Linked DNA regions of Triticum aestivum: region 2 is linked to region 1. A link is a contact called in public Hi-C data. All regions are on one chromosome and are shown on one strand. Each heading gives the region's core, a stretch centred on a gene start, on an enhancer-like site or on the middle of the called end of the contact. The rest is flanking DNA. Distances are from core to core; before and after follow the strand shown.

Region 1 (6,128 bases), core at 496-2,995:
CTATGCCCTCTAATAGCCTCATCAAGCTCATATTACGATGATCCAACCCCCACCGTGCGAATAATCAATGTTACAGTCCATGTTACCCCATGGCTAGCTTTACCCCTACTCCATTCTGATTTTTTATTTATTCACGATTCTGATACTATGAACAAGGACGCCGTAGCGGCTCCGGCCGGGATCTGACCAATCAATCATCAGCGCGGAGGAACCATCATCGCACAAGTGATTAGCAGCAGACACTATCCGTAGTTCCTCCCAGAATGGAATGGAATGGGTGAGTCACAAACTCACGTGTAGCAGGCATCAATACGATTCCACCACCTCTTGCACAGTAGTTCCAGCAGTCCAGAAAATACACTTGCCGTGGTACAGGGTCGCCATTACACCGCCAAGATTCCACGCCAACGGCTCCCGATCGACGACCGGCCACTTGGGTTGGGACAGTAGTCACAGTGCAGCACCGTATCTCGAAGTATTCAAGACGACGGATACATGTGTGGCCACTGAATACGCAAGTACTACTCCTCTTGGACTATTCAGGACGACCCGTGGGTACATGGATGCACAACAGTGGTGAGTGAGTAGCCGCTGGCGGTAAAGTTACATAGGTCACGAGCACGCGGCGACGGAAACGCATTTTTCACCTCGGCGCCGCGACGAGGATCGAAAAGTGAGTGTACAGTGCTACTACTGTGCTAGGCTATCAGTAGTAGGCTGGAGTAGCACTGTGGCTCTGGCATTCGAAGGCCTTTCTTTCTGAAAGGTGCAATCGGGGGACGCAGAGGCAACAGCGCCGTTGGTGGTAGGTGTAGGTACGGCCGCGGGGAGGAAGAAAAGAAAGGAAAAGAAAAGAAAAGGCTGCCCGGGCCGTGGGGTAAAGCCGGTCGGGCGCCTGCCCGATCCGCTGGCGTTCTGCATGTGCTGGAGCAGCGACAACCGAGACAAAAAAAAAAGGCCATGGCCGCTGGCCGCTCCTCTCCAGCCCCTCCACTCTCCGGCGCAGTGCAGTGCAGTGCGGCCCCCGCCAAGATCCAGGACACCGCATGAAAGGCTGGCGCACAGGGATAAACAAACAAGGAGCAAACAATTCTAGCAGGTGACGGACGGATCTCATCGCCTCATCATCGGCAGCGTCCCGCTGACACCAACGCTATTGTAATCATCTCGATCCGGCCGTTCTTATCAAAATATTGCGGCGTGGCCACGCATCCGATCGATCCGTTTTCCGTTCTGCCAGACGAAACGAAACGGCCGCAGAAAAGGCAGTTCACAAAAGCCAAGGGCCAGCTGCGCTTTACAGTCTGCACACGAGTTACTAGTACAAAAGCTGGTGAAAAAACACCGGGGGAAGCAAGCAAAGGCGTTTGCTCTGCTTGCACAATCAAGCCGGCGTAAACGCCTCATTAACGCGCGGGGTTAACCGAAAGCTTGACCATGGATCCACCTCGAGAAAAGAGACCGTTTGCGTGGGGCCGGCCGCCGCCCAGCTATCTATGACAGGCGGGCCACCCCTGATACAGGTGTCACGGGGCCCCCCCTGACGCGCGGGCCCTGGCGGAACGAGTACCGGCCGGCGCGAGCCGGGCCAGAAGGAAAACGTCATGCGCGCGACGGTTTTTTGGCCACTGGGGCATGGCACGCGCGGGGGAGCACGGCTGCGGGGCGCTGGCCCCACCCGTCATGCGCCGCCTCCTCTCAGTCCTCTCCTCCCCATAAGAGGCGACAGGGGACGGCGCGTTTCAGCTGGCACTGGGGGCGCGCGACGCCGTGACCGTGACCACGACGGCGACTCGCCAGAGGGAGCAGAAGAGATCGGGACGAGGAGGGGCAGCGAAACGGCTCGCCGCCGTACGCTCCGCCGACGGGCCCCGCCACCAACGGCCAGCCCTGCCTGCTCCCCCGCGCGCCGTGGTCCCGCCGCACCGCGCTAGGTCCCACCGGCGGGAATCAATTCTCTTCTCGGCGGAACGGTGAGCCGATAAAAGCGGCGGCGCCTTTCCTTTCCTCCGACGGGTGAGCTGAGGTGAGCATAGTAAAAGAGGAATAGTAGTAGTTCGGGGAGGTGGGCTACTTCACCACCCCTTGCCACTTCTTCTCCCCCCCTTTCCATTTCTTCCACTCCTTTCCGCCCTCCCACAATGCCTCTGCCTCCCCCGGTCTCCGGTTGATCTGACCCGTCGCGCCACCCACGACGGGTGGCTTCAGAGGAAGGTGGGCAGGCAGGCAGGGCGGGGCTTTCGGCGGTTGCTTGCCTTTGAGGTGAAAGCTCGCGCGCCTCTTTCTCTCCCTCGCCCGATGTGAAAGTCGGATCTCCTGTTTTCTTTTCGGGCGCCGCGCCCCACGGCCGTGCTGCCTGGTTGCTTCTTCTTCCTTGTCGCGCTCTTCTTCTCTGGTCAAGTTTGAGGTGCGGCAGAGTAGATTTTTGGCGGAGGAGTTGGGCGAGGGTTTATGTGGGGGATTAAATTCGGTCCGTTTCGGTTGGTGTCTGATCCCTCCGGTCTTTATTTTCGCTGCCCGATTGATGGAGTGTTGAAGGGTAACGCGCGGAAGTAAGTAGGGTATCTCTGCGTCCAAGAGATGCCTTTCTTGCCATATTTTCTTATTTATGATGCACGATTATGTCCTGGGTAGCTAATCGTATCAAATCTCCGCCCGCCGTTTACTTCTAGTATGTTTTTTCCTAATTGATTCGATTAAAGATTTTGGCAAGCTTAGAATTGTGTAGGTGGTCAGCTTACAAACCTCACAGCGTAGCTGATTTTCTGTCAGTATGCTTTATTTTCGGTGTCAAAACCTGCTTCATTTCTTTCAGGTTTTTACGCCGCTTGCTTCATTAGAGAACGACAGTATCATAACCTTTTGATCTCTAAATATTTTGGTGGAACAACTGTTCTTGTGCCCGATCCACATATGCTATGATTTATACTGTAAACCTTGGATTTTTCTGGCCTTTCTTTCACCTTCTAACGTTTCTTTAGATGATTTCCACCCCTTCTATCAGTTGTGTTCTGAAGCTTTGATCTGTACTTTTAAGGTGAAGAAGAAGGTGCAGAAAGGGTACACCAATTATGGCAAAGAAAGGGAAGTGGTTTAGTGCTGTCAGGAGAGTGTTCAGCTCCTCTGATCCGGAGGGGAAAGAAGCTAAGGTATAAAAATACTGTACTTTTACATCTACACATTTGACTTAAATTTTGCATTTGCCCTCATTTTCAGTAGCTTGCCATTTCAACCATTTTGACATTTGGCACCTGTAGACTGAGAAGGCAGACAAGCCTAAATCCCGGAGGAAATGGCCATTTGGCAAGTCAAAGCGCTTTGATCCGCCCACCTCGACAGTGTCAGACATCACTCCAGTAGCTCCATCGCCGCTGCCGCTGCCGTTGCCGCCTACGCAGCCTCCTCAGCCACAGTCCGAGGAGATAAAAGATGTCAAGCCAGTCGAAACGGAGAGTGAACAAAACAAGCATGCCTACTCTGTTGCGCTTGCCTCTGCTGTCGCTGCGGAAGCCGCTGCCGTCGCTGCCCAGGCCGCTGCTGAGGTTGTCCGCCTCACAGCAGTCCCCGCAGCCACATCAAGGCCACCTGTTTGCTCACAGGAAGAACTCGCCGCTGTCAAGATTCAGACCGCCTTCAGGGGTTATCTGGTAATGAATCCACACTTGCGGGATGTTTATTGCTTGCTGTTGTTATCTATCTATATTAATGTCTGTCCTTGGTAGCAATACAATAGAAACCATATGCTGCGATTGGTTTTGGGTCACTGTCTTCAGTTTTTACTGGCATGCGTAAGATGTCAGCCTGGTACGAATTAATACCCTTTAAGATACCTGATTTGGTTGGTAGAGAGAGTTGTTGTCTAATCCATCATTATCATGTCGTTGGTCCAATTTGGAATACAGCCAAGATTGTGCTTTGCTGGTCATTTTCAATCATACTTTCATTTGATGATTTTGATGTTCTTACGCATAAGAACGTGAATGATGATATGACAGCTGAATAAAAAATAATTCAGAATAGCGCGAACCATTATTAGGGTAGAACTCTTAAACTGTACTTCTTGGGATGAAGAGTCGTATATATGTTATGTTTTTGTGTGGCATCGAGTGCTAATTCTTCTTTATTGCATAGTATAAATTGATTAGTTACTCAATTTGGAAAATATTTGTGTAGGCAAGGAGAGCACTGCGTGCACTGAGAGGACTTGTTAGGCTGAAGTCGCTAGTTGATGGAAATGCTGTTAAACGCCAAACTGCCCACACCTTGCATTGCACACAAACAATGGCCAGAGTTCAAACCCAAATCTACTCTAGAAGGGTGAAGATGGAGGAGGAAAAACAGGCTCTTCAAAGGCAGCTCCAGTTGAAGCACCAAAGGGAACTTGAGAAAATGAAGGTGAGCACCCTTTTTGAATTGCAAAGCTCTTCATCTTTTACACAACCATGAGACACCCCCTGCGGAGCACAGCGCTCGAACGCGGGTGGCGGGATAGGCGCACACCCACATGCGCACCTCTAGCCAACTGGTTGATGGACAGTTCTCCGCTCTATTTACAGAAAAAGGAGTTATTAATGATAAACAGTATTAACGTACCACTCACATTGAAGAAAGAGTAAAAAAACATACATGTTCTCCACTAATACGACTAAACTTTTGTTATACATATTGAGTACAGTCCAACTTTCTTGGCAGATTGATGAAGACTGGGATCATAGCCATCAATCCAAAGAACAGATCGAGGCCAGCTTAATGATGAAACAGGAAGCTGCACTAAGACGAGAAAGAGCACTTGCATATGCATTTTCTCATCAGGCAAGCTGACTTTGGTTTCCCCTGATGTCTTGTACTTCTGTTGTGTGCTCCTTGCTTTTACCTACTGTAATTGTATTGTTCCGCTCAGCATATGTAGTAGTATTTCTCATTATATTGCCAATTCCATGTTTTTTTATCTCATGCAGTGGAAGAATTCTGGTCGAACTGTAACACCAACATTCACAGACCAAGGAAATCCTAATTGGGGCTGGAGCTGGATGGAACGCTGGATGTCAGCAAGGCCTTGGGAGAACCGAGTGGTGTCAAACAAGGATAAAGACGGTGCTCTGACTAAGAATCCCAGCACTAACGCTGCTCGAACTTTTGTGCCCCGTGCTCTCTCAATCCAGAGGCCTGCAACACCAAGCAAGTCGAGCCGTCCACCAAGCCGGCAATCACCATCAACCCCCCCATCAAAGAACCCCTCTGTTGCAGGTAAATTCAGACCTTCAAGCCCAAGAGATAGCTGGTTATACAGGGAGGATGACTTGAGGAGCATCACAAGCATACGCTCTGAGCGCCCAAGGAGGCTGAGCACAGGTGGAGGCTCGATCCAGGACGATTCGAGCCTAACAAGCACCCCAGCTCTCCCCAGCTACATGCAGTCCACAAAGTCTGCAAGAGCGAAATCTCGGTACCACATGGTATTCGCCGACAAGTTTGAGGTCCCTGATAGAGCATCTCTGGTCCACTCATCGATAAAGAAGCGCCTATCCTTCCCAGCTGCAGAGAAACCAAATGTCACACCCGCAGATAAGCTGAAGGAAAGAGCGAGGCGCCATTCGGATCCTCCGAAGGTGGATCCTGCCTCCCTGAAGGATGTCAATGTTGCCTGATATGATCAATGAACGTCAGGCGCTGCCACCTATGATTGCTAGATCGCCATCTTTTCTGTTTTTGTATTCTCTAGTTTAGATTGCTTTCTCTCAAAGGTTGAACCCTCCGTGAAACTGTATGATCTGTCCGGGTTGATTTGAGACGATTCTAACTGTTTGCAGACAGAGGTTTTTCTCTGTGGATTGTGGTGTGTGATGCTGCAGAGAAGGAAATGTGAAGCGGTAAAAAAAAGTGAGAGATGATTGGTGTGTGCGTGACTTTCAGTGTACATTATGAGTTTTCTTCGAGAGTATATGTACATTATTGATTTGGATTACTACTATTATTAACCACAATGTAAGACATGCGGAATTACTGAATGTTGAGATATGCATGTGTTCTTGGTTTGTATGTTATGGCAACTGAATCACTGATTCAGAATGGTGCCGATTGGGGTCCTGAGTTTATGTACTTGGTACATAGAGCAGTTGAAGTTTTCC
Region 2 (6,770 bases), core at 1,230-3,729, 620 kb before region 1:
CATTTAAGAAGGACGGCAACCGTTCGCCTGGGCGGATGACAGGTGGGGCCGACCGTGCGTGCGCATTTATGTTGGCCGGTGGGAGGTAGGTGGCCGCCTGCCACGCGGCCCGACGGGTACGAGCGGCGCGTCTGTTTGCTGTCCGTCTGGACCCAAACGGGGCGCATGTTTGCGCTCGAAAATGGGTCGGGCCGGACACAAAACGGACAAGATGGGTCCAGGCCGTCGCGCGCTGGGCCATCTGGTTTGTCCGTTTTGCCCTAAACGGACGGGACTGGACGGGATGGGGTCGCGCGGGAGTTGGCAAATTTGACAAATTCGACCTATAGACGAAATCAAATCACAGAATGAACTGTCCGTGAAACTATTTCACACGGCTGACCCGTGGCGCCTAGCTCTCAAGCGCTGCACTAGTGCAACGCCTGGGAGCTAGGCGCTGCACTAGTGCAACGCCTAGGAGCTAGGCGCTACACTGTATAGTGTGGCGCCTAGCTCTCAGGCGCTGCACACTGATTTAGTAATTTTCTGATCACACGGGTGCGACGCTGGCCGTGTAGCGCCTATCTGTGAGGCGTTGCACAGTGTAGTGTGGCGCCTTCGTGTCGGGCGTCACATAAAAAGGTCAGCCGCGTGAAATAGTTTCACGGATAGTTCATTCTGTGATTTGATTTCGTCTATAGGTCAAATTTGCCGCGGGAGTTGGCCTTATACTCTAAAAAGCGTTTGCATACATCCCAATGTACTGTTTGTAGTGTAATCTCTAAAAAAGACTTATATTTAGGAGCTTAGGGAGTAAATCTTTTCATGCGTCAACTTTTAAGTATAGCCGTCACTTCTATGACTGAATGCGCCCAATCATTTCACCTCCCAAGTCTTCTCACAACTCAGGTCAACTTAACATCGGTGGAGACGTGCAGTTCAGCACACAAGAATCAGGCACGCTCGATCAGCTGGACATCAATTTCTCCACCTCTGAACGAGACACCGTATCATCCAGCCGAAAAGCGCAGCACATTTCCGATGCTCCATCAGACGGATGGAACCGCCGGGAGTTGGGCCATCCACAGCCGCAGCTCCGCACGCGCGCGCGAGCGATCGATCGTGATCAGATCAGCCCGCGAAAACGACGCGCCGTTTGTTGCGACCACGAGAGGCTCCCGTGCACCGTCATGTGTTGAGCAGTTGGCACGGCGCTACCAAGGCATGCATGCATGGAGCTAGGAAGGAGAGACCACCACCACTATCCTAGCCTCGCGGAGCACAGGGAGGGTCAGGGGGAGGCTACGGGGGAGGGACGCGAGACCGGGCGATAACGATCGCCCCCGACGTCGACGTACCACGTAATAATACACGCCATGTCCTGGGCTTCGTTCGACGGCCATTATGCTTGCTTTGCCGGTGGTTACCAACAATCGCAACTCGGGCGGGTGCGCGTCTTGAATGCGCGTGCCGTGCCGGCCGGCCGTAGGTGCCTGTCAACCGAGCAGGAGCAGTGGATACAACGGCAAGCTAGTTGGAACAAGTACGTACGATAACCACTGGCCGCTGCTCGAGACACACTGTAGCCTCGTCCGCCGCTGCCGTGTAGGGGTACGGCGGCACGCACTGTGCGAGCACCCGTCTGGTGTCCGGGCAAGTAGCAGATCACCATCTCTACTTATCCTCTAAAAATCGCATCAAAATTAAGCTGCTTCCCCGATCCAACCAATGCCCTACGCGTCACATCGCCACCACTGCACGGAGCAACCCGACGCCCGCTATCCGGGCTGCCCGGTGCAGTTTCGCCATCAGTCAGCAGCAGATTTTAGCCGAGCCGTAATAAGAACCAAAGTAGATTTCTCTCTGAGAGAGAGACGGCGCGCCGTGGGCGGGCCCGATCGACGCACGCCGGCCAAAGCAAAGGCGTCCGCTGCTCTCCGATTTCCTGAAACCCGGTCCGTGCCGATGGGAGCACGGGACCTTTGTGCGGGCGTGGCGAGACGCCACCGGGTTCACGTGCCTCTCCCGTCGGCCCGGGTGGCGCCTACCAACCCGGCGCTGCTGCTGCGCGCGCGCGCGCATCGCTTGTACTGTAGCCGATGTCCCCGCTCCACGCGCGCGTCCGGGCTCGAGGGCAAGACGGACGGTACGCTTATCGTGTTACCGACGCGAGCTGGACCGGTCAGTCCTCGTCCCCATGTCGCCCGGGCCTGCGACAGTTTGGTACCAACGGGGACTCCTCTGCTCCGCGCGGTGCTACGGTACAAGCGCGTAGATCTGTCTCGTTCCTTTTGGCAGTAAAAAGTCCGGAAGCACGGGTCGTCAGAGCGCGCAATCCAATCCAGTGGTATGTCTGTCTTCTTCGTTTCCACCTGCATGCATCCGCCAATCGCAAATCGCAAGTACACCCCACGCGACACTCTTTCCGGACAAGTTGTTTGTTTTTCACCTTTGATCGTAGTACTACTGTAAATACTGACGCCTCGGCAGGGTTGAGCGTGCACGCGGCGCTCTACGCTTTGGTAAAGCGGCCGGTCTAGCGCGCTCCAGTTTCCCAGCGCGGAAGAACGCCATCCGAGAGAGACCAACAGCCCCGTCGCGCGTCGTTGAGCCCAACCCCAACCCAGCCCCAACGGCGACAGGCACCGAAAGGAGTTGACAACGCGCGGGATACTGCAAAAACAAAGCCCAAGTACTGTACGACGGGTATGAACATCTCATCCATCCCTCCCCATTGATTTGATTTGATTTGATTTGTTGCCACGGGAGACACTGAGCACGGAAAATGGTTGTTCTTCCTCTTTGCTGCTCCGTGCCCCTGCAGCCTTCCGAAATCCTCACGACCTGTCTCCATTCCGTTCCATTCCTCTCGTTTAAAAGGACGCGATGACATCCTACTTCCCCCAGCAGATGCCCCCCTACCCCTCTGTCGCCCCCTCTTCGGCAATGGCGTCCCAGAGCACGGCGTCCCCCTCTTCGGCAATGGCGTCCCAGAGCACGGCGTCCCCCTCTTCGGCAATGGCGTCCCAGAGCACGGCGTCCCCCTCTTCGGCAATGGCGTCCCAGAGCACGGCGTGAACACGGCCGAGCGACCCGGGCGACAGCAGAGGAAGAAAAGGCACCGTCCAACCCATTCCGAGCTCCCGTTCCGGACAAGCAGGACAGGCCGGCGACGCGAGGTTCGGTTCGATTCGATGCTCTGCTTCTATCACATTTCCGCCGTGCATTCCCTCAGCATCTCACACATCATCCATGCTAGCTAGCTCGGTTGCATCATGCATTTCAGCATTTGTGCCCCATTGGAATTGGTCCAAAGGGAAGGTGAGAGGAGAGGGACATGCATCCCACGATGGAGTGACCTCCAATTTTGCTCCCCTCTCGTCTCTCGTAGTACATATATGCGCCCATGTCTAGCTACCACCTACCGGCCTAGTTCGGCCGACAAGCTTGCTTATGTATCCAGCAGATACAAGCTGTAAAGCTGCTCGGACCATCCCTCCTTCCCGAGCTAGCTTTGGGGATTTTTGTCTCTCGTCGCCACCAATCACCCCAAGCCCGACCACCCAGCTCATAAATACATGTGGACATCCATCAACTCAGTTAGTTAGTTATCCTGAGGTGGTAATCCTTAAACAAAGCACGCCTTGTTTCTCCTTTCTCCTTTCCTTTTGCTCCTGCGCTCTGGCTAATGGAAAGGAGATTAGGTGCGCACGTATTTAATACCCAAGCTACCAATCGGACGTACATACGCGCACTTGTCATTTCGGCCCAACAACTTTTCCACCATTGTACGACGCCATTGCATGCTTTTGTTTCGCGTGTGGGTAGGCCAAGCGGGAGCTTGAGTAAGGGGGAAGAGATATGAATATGATAGAGAGTGAGCAAAACAAAAGGGCAAGCCTCCCATGGTGATGGTGGTGGATTCTTGCTTGCTTGCTTGGCTAGTTGGCTTGCTTCGGCCGCACCTCTCTCCGGGCTCAAGTCTGGTGGTTGTAGTGGCGCGCGTATAATGCGCGCTATCTTGCACGGGACCATGCGGTCGACGCATGTAGACGGCCGGTGATCATCGCCGCCCGTGCCAAAGCAAAGCTTAAAGAAACGGACTGCATGAGTCTGCCTCTGCCTCCCCGTTTAAGGATGGTGTCTGATTATTAGTAGTATTTAAAAACCACGCGGCCGTCGCTGTTGGGTGCGGTACACTGGTTAGTGCCAGGTTAGACGGGGAAGCAAGCGGCAAGCCTAGCCGGGAATGATGCACTAGTAGTACTACAATGGTTGCTTCCATTATTTAGTTGCTTTTCTCGTGCATGTGGAGGGAAGATAGTGGTACTACAAAGAGCCTTCTCGCCCTCCGTCGCCGTAGCAAAGTGGCGATTAGCGTCTAGCTAGCCTTCTCTTCTCTTGGCCTCTCTCCCCCGCCCTCTTCTTCCCCGGTCCAGAGAGGGAGCTGAGCTGAGCCGAGCTGACCGCCCTTTTCTGCTTGTCCCGTTGCAGCTTTCTTTCCTGTAGGTGGGCATACATACACACCAGTAGTGCTGGGGTGGCTCTCAATCAAATTTTGGAACAGAGAGAGATATAGCCGGCCGGCCATGCAGACAGCCAAGACAAGGTATGTTTCGTTCGCTTGCTCGTTCCATCCTCCCCCCTCTGTCCTCTACTCTGCTGAGTTCCATCCATGTGCGGCTTGGTTTTTTTTAGCAGTTTGATTGTTCGTTTTGAGGCGTCATGTGCTACTATACTTATTTGATTCCTTCCTCCATGCTTTGTTTATGCCCATGCATCGGTCTCTGGGATGTTAGATAGATTCTCCGCTCCATGCTCAAATCTTCTGAATACGGATACAGTCAATGTGCGTGCATCCGTTTTGTGAGGTTACTGTTAGTACCTCACAAAGTTTTGAACAGAGTTAACCTGGGTCTGAACCTCCCTTCATCAACGGAGCGAAACTGGAAGCAGCACTGCTCATGCTCTCTGTTCACGGGGATTAAACAGAGGCTCTCGACTGTTTCAGGCTTGCAGCTACAGGAGCACCAATCGCGCGTATTCCTCACAGTATATCTTAAACAAAATCAACCCCGCTAATTTCGCCCGTGACACGTTAACCAGTCGTTTGGGCGGCGATAAACTACACTTTCATCCTTAGTTCCTTACACACCACCACCTGTCTTGCCGGAGCCAGCCAGGAAGCGACCAAAATTTTCAAAATCGGGGGCGCACTGCACGCATGTGACCGTGACTGTTTGCAGATGGCTCCATATTTTTGATAAAATGCAGATGGCGCCATGGGCAACGCCTGTCCGGTTCTTGAGCTCGGCGCCAAGCGGCCAAAGGAGCCGCAGTGCGGCGCTGGTCCACCTGTCTCCCCTCGCTAACCACATCTGTAAAGCCTCGGCCCCGTGCTTGCATATCACGGGGGATCATTAAGTTAATAAGCTAATGCGCCTCCCATTTCCCGGCTGCTGCCTGCCTCTCGCTCGCCTGGTTGCTCCCCATTCACTTCTTGTCGGTCGCCTCTGCCGCTTTCGGCCTCGGATTCTTTGTTTCCCCCCATTGCTTCTCTTCTCTGCATCTGGCTGGTTAACTCGAGCTGAAATCTTTGACCCGTTTAATCCGGAGCGGTTCTCTAGTTTGCTTCCTCGTCAAGAACTTTGGAGTTCTTCTCTCTGGTTTTTCCCCTGCATTTGGGATGAAGGGGGGCAGTGAAACCCTGTGCCTCCTCTAGTCATGCTGTACTTGAGCAAGATGCATTTTCTCAGGTTATATTCGAGCAGTACGGCCGTGAGGCAAGGATCTTCACTTCAGCCTCAGCTAGCTTCCCCTACCTTACCATTTTCTTTTCCTTTTTGAGGTTTCTGACTGACTGTACTTGTGTGTTCTTGGCATGAAGGAATGGCTCCGTGGAGCACCCTGCCCGTGGGTCTCCTCTCGGGGCAAACAAGACGGGCCGGCCGACGAGGCTGGCCGGCCTGGACTCCGGCGTCGACGCGGCGGCCACCAAGTCGCCCACCGGCCGGAGCCCAAAGGTGGAGCGCCGCACCACCATGACCGCCGAAAGAGAGGTACCTAAATGCCGCGAATCTCTACTTTCATTTCATCTCGAAATCGAAATAGGCTTCTCAGGGTTGTCGTGTAGTAGCACACCTGTTCTACTCCTGTTTTTGTGTATGCAAATCTCCCCCAGTTTGTTTTCTCATCTTGAGAAAGAGATTTTTGAGAGACTGTCGAGAGTTCGTTACAAGCATTTAAGAGATGGTGGCTACATGTTCTTGAATGCCACCGGCGTTTTCTCTCATTTTGCCTGGATTTGGCAATACCTGTATCTGTCCATGTTGATACTGTCTCGATTGGCTGTAGCTGGCTATTGGTCTGTCTCGCTCTTGATGTAGCAGACTGTCAATTACTCCGAGTACTCTGAAACAGACAGGTAACTCTATCCGGTAGCTAAAATGAAGTGTTCCCATTAAGCGCCATTAATATCACTGGCAGTTGTCCAAGTAATCATGCACTCTGTGGGATCATCCGAGTATGTGCAGGATTGGTTTATTTACCACAACACGGAGGCCAACTCTAGATAAAAGTTTCAGACAGCGAGGGACACTATACTTGACATCTGTAGTTATTCTCTGTACTGGTCATGTCTTCAGAAAAAACAAGAAGGTTAAGCCAGGCTAATTAAGTACCTTTACAGCTCACAAAGTACTTCGTTCTTAGTTGGTTAAATGATCTTTTTTTTTTGAGCTAATGTTCGCGCCAATTCTCCCAAAGCCGTGCTTCGATCCTTACTGCCAAGA

Evidence for each region. A called contact is a pair of places that touch in the nucleus more often than the background predicts.
Region 2: a contact with region 1 is called in a Hi-C map of leaf, with 9 times the contacts expected there. The contact joins the promoter of LOC123079651 here to the promoter of LOC123079650 in region 1. A contact is called at or near these places in 2 of 5 Hi-C or Micro-C datasets (both in leaf).

The regions. Positions count from the first base shown.
Region 1 is chr3D:458,379,610-458,385,737 of IWGSC CS RefSeq v2.1, reverse strand. It overlaps LOC123079650 (protein IQ-DOMAIN 3), which reads left to right and starts at 1,745. Exons shown (of 6, transcript XM_044502448.1): 1 at 1,745-2,026; 2 at 3,038-3,149; 3 at 3,258-3,647; 4 at 4,174-4,395; 5 at 4,693-4,812; 6 at 4,959-6,037. The coding sequence starts at 3,072. The coding sequence ends at 5,648.
Region 2 is chr3D:458,999,989-459,006,758 of IWGSC CS RefSeq v2.1, reverse strand. LOC123079651 (interactor of constitutive active ROPs 2, chloroplastic) reads left to right here and starts at 2,479. Exons shown (of 5, transcript XM_044502451.1): 1 at 2,479-2,685; 2 at 2,890-3,158; 3 at 4,474-5,762; 4 at 5,867-6,038. The coding sequence starts at 5,704.